Linked DNA regions of Sus scrofa: region 2 is linked to region 1. The links are chromatin contacts, called in public Hi-C maps. All regions are on one chromosome and are shown on one strand. The core of a region is the stretch at or near the end of the contact, and the rest is flanking DNA. Distances in the headings are between cores, read along the strand shown.

Region 1 (5,891 bases), core at 2,239-4,738:
AACTCCTCCTTTCCACCATTTTTAAGGCCTGTCCAGTAGCAACACACACGTGGCACAACTCAAACGACCCCTCAGAACAGGCGCATCTACCACACGTGAGTTACGTCTCCGCAAAACGGACTCTGAATGAAACAGGCAAGGTGACCTCTGACCTGAGGCCAAGGAACCTCACCCAGGAGCAGTGAGGACAGTCCCGGCCCCAGAGGGACAGAGGGTGCCCCCTGCCCACTCCCCAGGAGAGCAGCACCAAGCTCCGGGGCTGCGTCTACCCAAGCTCCATTGTGCGCTTTCCTGGTTGCCAACGTCACCTCAAGTCTGTGTTTCTGGAACACCGGGCCCAGCAAGGGCCACGGCTGTGCCTGTTAGCTCTCCCACTCCCAAAAACAGGGGAGCCAGGGCCAGGCAGGTACCGTGCCCTCAGAGCCAAGAGGTGGAGCCGGGATTCAAGCCTGGGTCCCTCTGACTTCAGAGCCTGGGTGCTACACTCATAGTCCAGCCATGGAGGAGACACAGCCTCAAGCCGTGATCTCTGCGCACCTACTGGGTGCTGACACGGCTCTAGGTGGTGGGGACACACTAGGGAACGATGCCGTCTCTGTCCTCACGAAGCTCAGGCCCCAGAAGTGGGAGGCGAGCCGCCCGAGCTCCGGGAGCACGCAGGTCATCTGACGGTGCGCGCCAGGGCACACGAGGGAGAAGAAGGACCAGACGAACTGGGAGGGGGCGTGTGACTCATTTCAAATCAGCAGGAAGGGTGCCTGAGACCCGAGGACAGGAGCGACCACGAACAGAGCTGGTCCAGGGAGAGGGGACAGCATGGGGGTGCCCAGCGTGGCTGGAGCAGAGCAAACAAGACTGGAGAGCGATGAGTGGGCCAACCTGGCCCCCACACCGCCGGGGGTCCTGAGGGAGGAGGGCTGAGAGCAGACGTGCGCGTCGCAGGGTCCCCGCGGCCGCTGCGTCCGGACAGTTGCAGAGGAACGAGAGGATGAGCAGGACTGGTGAGCACGACCCCGCCAGCGGCAACGGTCACACTGCAGGTACCGCAGCCTGAAGCCACCCAGGACCTGACAAGGGTGTGCAGGTGGGGTGTGAGGGAGGGAGAAAGAGTGGGGTGCCCTCTGGGCTGCTGGCTGTGGCGACAGAAAGAGTGGAGACGCCTGCACAGACGGGGAAGGAGGAGGAGGTGGAGAGGGCGGTGCGAGTTTAGACGCACCGAGGAGATGGGTGTGAGTCGGCGATGGGGAAGGAGGCCTGTGCTGGAGACACGGAGGCCGCAGCCGAAGGCAGGAGCGACGCGCTGAGCTGACTGGTCTCCGGCAGCCCCACGACCACCCCTCCTCTTCCTCACACCCAAGCACCTGGCTGTTCTTCTGACTCATTTATCTCAGACTTCTGTGCCCCTGTCCGTTCACCATCCTTGCTTCTTGAGCAGGAACATGAACTTTGCTTCGGAGACAAGGAGCGTGGTGTGGGTAAGAGCACCACTTCCCATCGAGCAGCAGGTGTCACTGCAGGTGGCACTTGCTGTCGCGCTTGTACAATGGGGACAATGACCTGCCCGACTGACGAACAAGACAGAGCAGCAGAGCCTGCGCGCGTAAATGTCCTCCAGTGACGGCTATTTGACACAAAACCTGGAGGATCTGGAATAAGGGGAAAACAGCCCTGACAGGAGGTCCAGGACACAGCCGACTGGAGCACGAGCCCATCACACCCTGTGCACAGAGGGATGGAAGGAAGAAGGGAGCTGGCGGTGCTTTCAGAGGTCAGAACAGCAACAGAAGGAGTTCCTGTCATGGCGCAGTGGTTAATGAATCCGACTAGGAACCATGAGGTTGCGGGTTCAATCCCTGGCCTTGCTCAGTAGGTTAAGGATCCGGTGTTGCCGTGAGCTGTGGTGTAGGTCGCAGACGCGGCTCAGATCCTGCGTGGCTGTGGTATAGGCCGGCGGCTACAGCTCCGACTGGACCCCTAACCTGGGAACCTCCATATGCTGTGGGAGCAGCCCCGGAACGGGCAAAAAAATAAATAAAATAAATAAATAAATTAATTAATTAAAAAAAAAAAAAACCAAAGTCGACAGAAAACTTAAGGATGCAGGATGGGATGGAAGCGCTGGGAAAACAACTGTGGAGGCTGAGGGGCACCTCTGAGGGTTACCCGTACGTCTCTGTGTATATCTGAAACTTCCCATGATACAAAAGTTAAAAAGAAAGAGGTGACAAGAAACGGGCAAGCAAGAAGGCTCCGAGGAGGCGAACGAAGAGTCAGGAGGACCCGAAGAACAACGGAGTCCCCCCTTCACCAGAACGACAAGGTCAGGCTCTTACCCAAGAGGAACAGGAGCAGCAATTTCTACACCCAACGCCCAGACTGGCAGCCCGCGCGCCCCACTGTCTCAGGAGGGGCCCGTAACTTGGCAACTTTCGGTAAAGTTGGGAGCAGTAGCCAGACCAAGAAGGAGCTGACAAGCATGGCTGGTTGCTCTATGGTCTTCAAAACTACTGCTACGCCTTCAAACACGCAGCAACAGCTGTGGAGTCCCTACGTGGGTGGGCACGAGGTGCTGGGGACATAAGGCCAGCGGAACAGGCATCCCTGCTGCACAGGGCGGTCAGGGCAGCAGGCGCTCCGCACAGACGTGCAAAAGTAGAGAATGAGGCCGGCGACAAGGAGACCCCGGTTGTTGTTACTTAATTCCCATCTACTGTGTCGTTTCTCTGGGCCAGACACCTGCCGGGGGGGACGCAGAGATGACCCAGAGCCAGACAATGAGCCCTGGGGTGTGTGGAAAAGATGAGAACGTTCGTGAAGGCCCTGCGATGACTCGGCTTCGGAGGCACTTAACCCTGAAATCCAGGTTGGAGCCCCGAGACCCCGCCCACCGCGCTGCGGTCCCGCCCCCAGAGCCGGCCACACCCACTCCGCCGCAGCGGGGACCCACTAACCCCGCCCATGGACGCTATGGCCCCGCCCCTCACCGCAGCCCAAACCCAACGTAGCACCGCCCCGTGGGCTCAGGCCACCGCCCACCCCCTTGGCCCCGCCCTCCCCACTGCAGCTCCGACCCCGCCGCCCCGCCCCGTGACGTCACGGACCCGCCACCTCGCAGGCCGCCCCCACCCGCTGCCCCCAGCCCCGGTAGCCCTGCTGCTCACCAGCTCGAACCGGTTGTTGACGCGGACGCCCTCCTTCCCTGTGCCCCGGGCACGCCGGCCACCTGGCCCCTGCTGTGGGCATTCTTCTTCTGCATCATCGTCATCATGGAGGACAAACTGCAGGGCGCCGGGCCCAAGGGGCTCCTGGCCGCGCTGTTCCCCCCTCAGCCTCCGGAGGGCCCGGCGCGACATAGGACCCAACAGCCGCTGACGTCTGGAGACCGGCAGAAGGAAGAGCAGAAAAGAGAGCGGCCGGCGCGCCTGCGCACTTACAGCGCGGTGGCGCGAGGCTGGCGCGTCGCGTCTGCGCGGTGCCGCTCTCCCGAAGTCCCGCCCAGTCGTCGGTATCATCAAAGAAGGTGCGTACGCTTCCGGACGAGTTCTCGCGAGAATGGGCGGGTCCGCCGGCCTCTGTTTCCTGTTCTGGAGGCGCGCCCGCGACGCACATCGGGACCGGGCGGGGCGAACCGGGGGCGCGCAGGCTCAGATCCTCAGGCCTCTGCTCTAGGCGGCGAGGTGGTGCTGTCGAGGTGGGGAGGCTCGGGCTGCAGCGGGAAGCCCGGGGGACCCAGTCCCGGTAGGTCGCCTCCACGGCCGGCGGCCAGACGATGCTGTGCTTGTGAGAAGTCGGCCCTCCGAAACGCAGGAGCTTCCCAAGCAGCGGATCGGGTCACCCCCTCCCCGGGAGACCCCGGGTCTGCCCTGGGAGTCTGCTTTTTGCTTGCGTCCCAGGTGATTCTCCTGTATACTGGGTGTGGGGATCCTTGGTCTGAGGTGGAGGCTTGCCACGCTTACGGTGTGTCCTAACGGTGATGATCAGGGGCCCAATCCCTAGAAATTCCGAGGTGGGGCCTGGCATTGATTTTCTCTTTATCTTCAGGAGAGTAGAATGCGCAGGCAGATTTGAGAAGCCCTGCACTGCAGAGGTGCAAGTGCCAGGCTAAGGTGGTTTGGCGTGGGTAATTGGCACTGAGCTGGGGTTGACTCAGTGTGGCGCCCAAGCCAGGCCCTAGACTGAGTTCTTACCTCCTCCTGGAAGGTAGATATCACTCCCCACCCTGCCCCTTTTACAGATAAAGACTTAAGAGAATAAGGAACTGGCTCAGGTAGAATCTGGATCTGCATTTGTGTCTGTGGCTCCGGAGTTCAGATGAGGAAGTCTGCCGACGGAGACCGAGAAGCAAGGCGGGTTGGGTTACCTGCAAGTACTAGGCCCTGGGATCGCACTGACTGGCACAGGCTGCTGCCTCAACCCCCTGCCCCACCCTCCAACCCAGCTACTGAGAGTTGGGCTCAGCTCAGACAGGACCTCCGGGGCACTGCCCTCCAGAGAATTCCGAGCATGCAGGGCCAGCCATGTCCACTAGATCTTGTGTCATCGCTGGCCCCCGGAGCGAACAGCTTATGCAGGCATGTTGCCTCGCCTGTGCTGGGAACGTGGGCCGGCCATCCCACGCAGAACTGCTCCTGCCTGGCTCCTGTGGGTCGGTGGCCATGAGGCTTCGAGCAGTACCTTACCCGAACAGGCAGCTCTGAACACTGTCTCTCCCTGTACTTTCCAAGGCCTGGTCCTCAGCAAGGGAAGTTTGGTTGTAAACACTTGCAGGGTAAGTGGCCTCTGTCTCTCATGATCTAAATTAGGGGAGGGCGCAGCACAACAATGGACGGAAAAAGCATGTATACATATATGTGTAACTTGGTCCCCATGCTGTATCGTGGAAAAATAAATAAATAAAATTTGTTATAAAAAAAATAAATAGGAGTTCCCGTCGTGGCGCAGTGGTTAGCGAATCCGACTAGGAACCATGAGGTTGCGGGTTCGGTCCCTGCCCTGGCTCAGTGGGTTAACGATCCGGCGTTGCCGTGAGCTGTGGTGTAGGTTGCAGACGCGGCTCGGATCCCGCGTTGCTGTGGCTCTGGCGTAGGCCGGTGGCTACAGCTCCGATTCAACCCCTAGCCTGGGAACCTCCATATGCCGCGGGAGCGGCCCAAAGAAATAGCAACAACAACAGCAAAAAGACAAAAAAAAAAGACAAAAGACAAAAAAATAAAAAATAAATCAGGGGCGGGGAGGCCTCCCAGGGCAGACACCACAGCTTTCTGCCCCTGGGATCAGCGGAGGTGAGCCCCCAGCCCCCGGGACCGACGGGAGCAGCGGGAACACCAGACCCTCCCTCCTGCTCACCTAGGATGGGCTTTCATTTCTAAGTGTTCTTGTGAGGACGAGAACCCGGGTCTCCCTCTGCTGGGAGTGCGGGCCTCCACGGGCCACCTGGTCTGTTTCCTCACTGGTGGGATTGTCTGCCCGTGGAGGTGCTTTCTCGTCGCTGGCTGTGTGACCAGGGGCCATTCTTTACTCTCTCTGTACCAACTTTCTCACTAAAATGAGAATAATACTCCCTGCCTATGACGTGATCAAAACCAGTGCGGGGAATGGGCTCTTTTTATGGATCCCTCTAATTTTGTGTAATTGAGTGTCCTGGACCCCAGTTGATGAAAGGCCCATAAATTCTGTCCCCTGTGGTCTTCTCTGAGCCCGTATCTGTGGGCCAGGCATTAGAGCCTGGCATCGGACAGGCCTGGCTGAAGATCATGGGTGGCTGTGTGTCTTTGGTTAAGTTTCCTGATCTCTTTGAGCCTTGGTTTCCTCAGAGTAAGCTGGGGTGACAGCAGAAGCTCCCTCCAGGCACATGTGCACAGGCGGAGCACCCACACGTTCCCAACCCCGCG
Region 2 (5,891 bases), core at 1,113-3,612, 120 kb after region 1:
TGGCGCCCACCCCCCCACTGCCAAGTGACAAACCAGATCACTCCCCGGCTTAAACACCTAGCAGCCGTCTTGCTTAAACACCTAGCAGCCGTCTACTGCGCTCATGAGACTTCCGCTTCTGCAGGGTTCAGTGGGGCCCTCATGCCTCTGGCCCAGCCCAGCATCCGCTAGCTTAGCTGCCCGGGTGGGGCGACCCGATGTCGAGGGGTTGGGGTCGCCTGGACAATCAGCAAGGACCTTGGGGCTGGCAGAACACGGCGGAGGCCCACACCAGCTTCCTGTAACCAGCTGCTGCAGCAAGAAAAGACCACTCACTGCGGAGCTTAGAAACGTGCTCTCAGGTTCTGAGGTCTGAAATCAAGGTGTCAGCACGGCTGTGCCAGGCAGCCCCGGGCCAAGGACGGGGCCCTTCCCTGCCTCTTCCAGCTTCCCAGTCCCTGCAGTCTCTGGCTTCTTCGCCGTCCGGGGGCTACGTTCCAAGAGTGGACATCTCAGGACAATGCACTTTTATGACTTGACCTGGGAAGCCACACAATGTCACTTTCCTTGTGGGTGGAGGACAGTGCAAAGACCTGCCCCAGGGCAAGGGTCACCCTGAGGCAGAGCCGTGCTCCCTGGAGGAGCACACGGGTTAGGTGCAAACGCCTGGAGCCACACGCGGCAAGACACGACAGTGAGTGCAAAGCCAAGAAGGAGAGCGGAGTACAGAGCAGAGCACCGCGCGGACCTGGAGGCGGACACACAGCCCTTCACACTGAGGAGAACAGCGGGGCGAGGTCCACATGGCACGAGCGCCTCTGCTGGCGGAGGGCGCTACGGCCGCGGCCAAAGGCACTTCCGCTCATTGCAGAGGCCCTGCATCTGCCCGAGACCAGGCCGAGGAGCGTGGCCAGCTCAGCTGTTGTCCACACAAGCGCTGATGGCTGCAGCTGGAGGTGCGGGAAGATAAGCTGTCCCCTCAGCGTTGATGTGGCCCCAGGGTGGGCCGTGGGTTGAGGAAACAGCAAGTGAAAGACTTCCACCTTGAGCGGCCTCAGCACAAGACGCAGAGACTCCCGGCTTAGTTGCACACCTTTTCTACAAGTCCGGCCTTTGAGGTCGCTGCAGGCCAGCGGGCGATGCGCTACCAGGTGAAAACTGTTAAGAGACATCTTCCTGCAGTCGGAGTCCATCTCTACAAAGTGGCCTGGAGAGGTAAGGACCCAGGCAGGGACGCCGAAAACAAGACCCTCCTTGCCCTGAGCAGGGACCTCCCCGATGGCTAAATCCTCCTCCACCCAAGAGGCCTTAACGCTGAGCTGAGCAGAAGAAACGAAAGCACGGACATTAAAACGTCCCTTGGAAGCTGTGGCCCAGATTAGGCCTGGGAGATCCACAGCCCTGGTCAGCTTGGGCGACCGTGGGTGGGGTGCCTGGCAGTGACTCTGACCTAGGGAGGAAGGCGCCTTCACACCGCCTCAAAGACCCCCCTCCCCCCGTCCCCCGCCAAGATGCTCTCGGGGACCGGGGCTGTGCCGGCCGTAGGAAACCAGAAGCCACAGAAAGACTCCCAGGCCGCCCACCCACCCTGAGGTTACGGAGTCAAACGCAACCAAGACGCAGGTCACGCCCACCTGCAGCGCCGGCCCCGCCCCAGCACAGGTTCCGCCCCTTGCTTATCTGGCCAGTCCTCGTTAGGCGAAGCGGAAGGCCCCGCCCCATCTGGTAGCCCCGCCCCTCGCCCCGCCCCCTGCCTCCCGCCCGGCGGGAGCTTGAGACGCCCCTACACTCGCGAGCACCTGCTTCCTCCGCGGCTTGGCGCGCCTAGGGGCCCAGCTCCTGAGGTCTGCGTCCGCGGAAGAAGAGCGCCCCGGTGGGAGCGCCCGGTGGGAGCGCCCGGTGGGGACACGGGCGACGCGGGGCTGCCGCAGGTACAGGTGCACCCAGCCGGTGATCCCGGGCCCGCACCAGGCCCCTCCCCGTCCGCTTTGGCCGAAGGGGCGGTAGCCGAAGAGACCCCGCCCAAAACGTCACGGCCCAGGCCGATGGGCAGGGCCGTCCCCGGCGGAAGCGCGTTGCTGCTGGAGAGGCCCGAACTGAGCGGCCGGCACTGGGGGACCGCTGGGGACAGACAGGTAACACGATCGCCCGCGGGGCCCACAGCACGATCTGGTGGGTGAGAAGTGGTCTCTGCTAGGGAGGGGAGCCTCTCCTGGCACAGGTCTCCAGGGAAGGAGATGCTGCAGATACCAGGGACGCACAGCTGGCGGTGACACCGTCTCCAGGCTGGAGGGGGACCTGCAGATGCAGACGGGGGCTCTGGGGGCGCACAGCGGGAAGGGAGGGGCCTCTGGTTCTTGACAGCCTATTCCTACCCGCCAGGATGGGCAGCAGCTCGCTGTCCGAGGACTATCGCCTGTGTCTGGAGCGTGAACTGCGGCGCGGCCGCGCGGGCGTGTGCGGGGACCCGTCGCTGCGCGCCGTGCTCTGGCAGATCCTGGTGGAAGACTTCGACTTGCACGGGGCGCTGCAGGATGACGCGCTGGCTCTGCTCACCGATGGCCTGTGGGGCCGCGCCGACCTGGCCCCCGCCCTGCGCGGCCTTGCCCGCGCCTTCGAGCTGCTGGAGCTGGCCGCCGTGCACCTGTATCTGCTGCCCTGGAGAAAGGAGTTTACCACCATCAAGGTAGGGCGCCAGGCCTTGTGCGGGTCCCATGCCAAGGCTGCTGGGGGCTGGCCACTATCAGGAGGGCGGCTGCCGTCAGGGCTGAGGGACTTCAGGGTGTCCGCAGAGGACTCCGTGCGCTGAGGGTCCTGGGCTTGCTGGAGCGTTTCTTGGCTGAGTCACTCCTAGGGCTGAGAGCATGGTGTGTGGAGATCACTGCCAGGGTACTTGCCTTCTGGGGGCCTCCTGCTCCTTAAAGCTTGCATTGCTGTCCTCCCCAAGGTGACCTTGTGGCCCCGGTTGGCACAGAAACCCTAGGACAGGCACATGGGAGGGACTTGAGGGTCCAGGTCACCTCAACCCCTCTGCGACATGGACGGAGCCCATTTGTACAAAACATGGAAAGAGAACCTGTTCTCTGAGGCAGGCCGGGGCTGGGTGGAGGTGCCCCTGCACGCCCTAGGGGTGCCCACTAAACAAGAACCTAGTTCACCCCTGGCCCTGGTGGAGGCTGAGCCCAGGGCCAGCATGGCCCCTCTAGGCGAGCTGCACACTGGCAGGAGGCAGCAGGCTGCCCTGCGCCTCTGAGCTAACTGGGAAGAGGAGGAAGTTAATGATGTCACTGGGCCCGTGGGCGCCTGCCTCCGCCTGTTGCCATGGCAGCGGCAGCAGCCTCTCTCTGGAAGGTGAGCTCTGGAGCCCACTGCTCCACTGGGGGACCCATGCTGGTCTGAGGTTCAGTCAAGACCAGAGGGCAGGATCCAGCCCCCAAGGGGGCCAAGGGCAGAACCGGACAGACAGGCCTGCCTTGAGGTGCTCATGGGCTTCAGTGCTGGGCAGACCTCGATGGGGTCTGGTTCTGCCTCCTCCCGCCTGTGTGGTGTGGGGCGAGTTACCTAATCGTGCCGAATCCACTTCTTCCTCTGCGGAACGGACACAAGAGTGTGGGGCGAGGGCACAGCCCTGAGCACACCTGCACGGCGTGCCCCATTGGAGGTCTGTCATAAGCTGCAAGCTGAGGAGCAGGGGTCCCAGAGTCAAGAGCTGCAGACGAACTGCCATCACCATCCTAGGAACCCTCCGAGTTCCCTTGCAGCCCAGAGCTGCGACAACTCCAGGTCCCCTCGGTGTGACGTCAACGGCTCGCCCTCTGTCCTGGTGCGGGAAGCGCTTAGAAATCAATGATCCCAGTTGAGAAGGTGTTTAGGAGGCTGCCTGGTCAGAGGAGCACACAGCACGGATGTTTCTGTGTGTTTGCCCAACCAGAACTCAGCAGGTACACAGGAAACTGATTAGAACGGCAAACCCCCACCGGTGAGGGGGTGGAGGGGACCCAGAAGGCAGGATCTATGCCCCAGGTGAAGTCTGGTAGATCTTTTCAGAATTGAGATTCGTGGGCTTGCCTTAGCCCACGGGATCAGAGCGCCTGGGGGTGGACCTGGGCACCTGCCCACAAAGTTCCTCTGGAGGGAGCGTCAGTGCAGCGCGGCCCGGGCCGGCCTGACCACCTGGGGCCTGAGGCTGCCCAGGTCTGCGGGAAGACGGGCTGCTGCTGACCTGCCCCCTTCCTTGCAGACCTTTTCCGGGGGCTACGTGCACGTGCTGAGGGGCGCGCTCTCGGAGGACCTCCTCATCCAGAGCTTCCGGAAGATGGGCTACGTGCGCAGGGACGCCCACCGCCTCATGGTGGCCGCCCCGCCCCCCGCCCGCCAGCTGGTGCAAGTGGCCCTGGGCTGCTTCGCCCTGCGCCTGGAGTGCGAGATCCTGGGCGAGGTGCTGGCGCAGCTGGGCACCAGCGTGCTTCCGGCCGAGGTGCTGCTGCAGGCACGGCGGGCCAGCGCCGACGTGGCCTCCTGCGTGGCCTGGCTGCAGCAGCGCCTGGCGCGGGAGGAAGAGCCGCCGCCCTTGCCCCCTCGGGGCTCCCCGGCCGTGTGCCGGGCCCGGCTGGACCTGTACCGGGACCTGCAGGAGGACGAGGGCTCGGACGAGGCCAGCCTGTACGGCGGGCCCTCGCCAGGCCCGGACTCGCCCGCCGCCTCGGAGCTGGCCTGCCGGCCTCTGTTCTGGGAGCAGAGCGCCCAACTGTGGGGGTCGGGGGCGGGGCCTGGGGGCCGGTGGAGGCCAGCAGCCCGCCGTACGAGGCCTCGGAGGAGGAGCTGGAATCCGAGCCCGAGGCCTTCTCCTTCCTCTCCCTGCGCCGGGAGCTGCTGAGTCAGCCGGGAGACCTGGCTGCTCCCCAAGCTCCCGGCAGCCCCGAGCGGGCCAGCCCCCCGCGTGTGCATGGGCCGGTCCCCGAGCCCCTGGGCTACCAGGCCCACAGCTGCCTGGCCCCTGGTGCCCTGCCCACCCTCTGCTGTGACACCTGTCGCCAGCTGCACGCTGCCCACTGCCCCGCCCTGCCCGCCTGCCGCCCAGGCCACGTGCTGCACGTCCTGCGGGGGAACAGCCAGCGGCGCCTGTGGCTGCAGAGGGCACAGGTGGATGCCCTGCTCTACGAAGGCCCTGGGGCCCAGCCGTAGGCCCAGCCAGGCCCTGGGCCAAGGGCTTTCTGGAGACACTTTCTGTGGTGCTCTTCTGGGCCTCGTCCCTCCTCAGGCCTCGGCCACTGGCCACCCTGCCCCCCCTGCCCCCCGAGGAGTCCTGCGGGCAGGGGTGGGTCTGCCCTCCAGAGAAGACTCTCTGCTCAGGCCAGCCCACCCCATCCTGGGCACCAGACCCTTGCCAGGGTGAGCACGCCTGTCCTCAAAAGGACCCTCCCCTCCCCCTTCAGCCCTCTTCCCACCCTGGCACAGGCCCCAGCTCCTGCCGTGCTCCCCAGAGTTGTCCAGGTGGACAGCCAAAGAGGAGTGTCTTGGTTCAGGTGACCTTGCGAGCCCCCGAGCTCTGCTGAGACCCCTCTAAGGGCTGCGCCAGGTACACAGCTAACCTGGCTGGGGAACCTGGCCCCACGAGTATCACAGGCCCGCGCTGAAGATGAGCGCCAGCCTGAGACCAGCCCACGCGCCCCAGTCACAGTGGGTGGGAAGCTGGGCCTGCGCGTGGAGCGCGAAGCCAGAGTTCCAGAGTGAGGGCGGGGACAGGCTGGAGGCTGCCACCCCACGTCCGGGGGAGTGTGGCGGCTTCTCCAGGAGCCCCCCTGCTGCCACTTCCCGCTTCCCGTCGCTGGCTCTGGAGGGCAGGGTGGGAGATCTCAAAAGCACCCCGCCCCCAGGCGGGCTCCCCAGCTTCCTGAGCAGCAGGGGGAGGG

What was found. A called contact is a pair of places that touch in the nucleus more often than the background predicts.
Region 2: a contact with region 1 is called in a Hi-C map of liver, with 3 times the contacts expected there. The contact joins the promoter of SPATA2L here to the promoter of TCF25 in region 1. A contact is called at or near these places in 1 of 5 promoter capture datasets (liver), 4 of 47 Hi-C or Micro-C datasets (alveolar macrophages, heart right ventricle, liver and 1 more) and 1 of 2 datasets of contacts at active chromatin or transcription factors (alveolar macrophages).

The regions. Positions count from the first base shown.
Region 1 is chr6:205,353-211,243 of Sscrofa11.1, forward strand. It overlaps TCF25 (transcription factor 25), which reads right to left and starts at 3,489. Exons shown (of 18, transcript XM_021097023.1): 1 at 3,162-3,489. The coding sequence starts at 3,353.
Region 2 is chr6:326,172-332,062 of Sscrofa11.1, forward strand. It overlaps SPATA2L (spermatogenesis associated 2 like), which reads left to right and starts at 2,363. Exons shown (of 3, transcript NM_001177918.1): 1 at 2,363-2,665; 2 at 4,220-4,740; 3 at 4,743-5,163. The coding sequence starts at 2,363. The coding sequence ends at 5,163.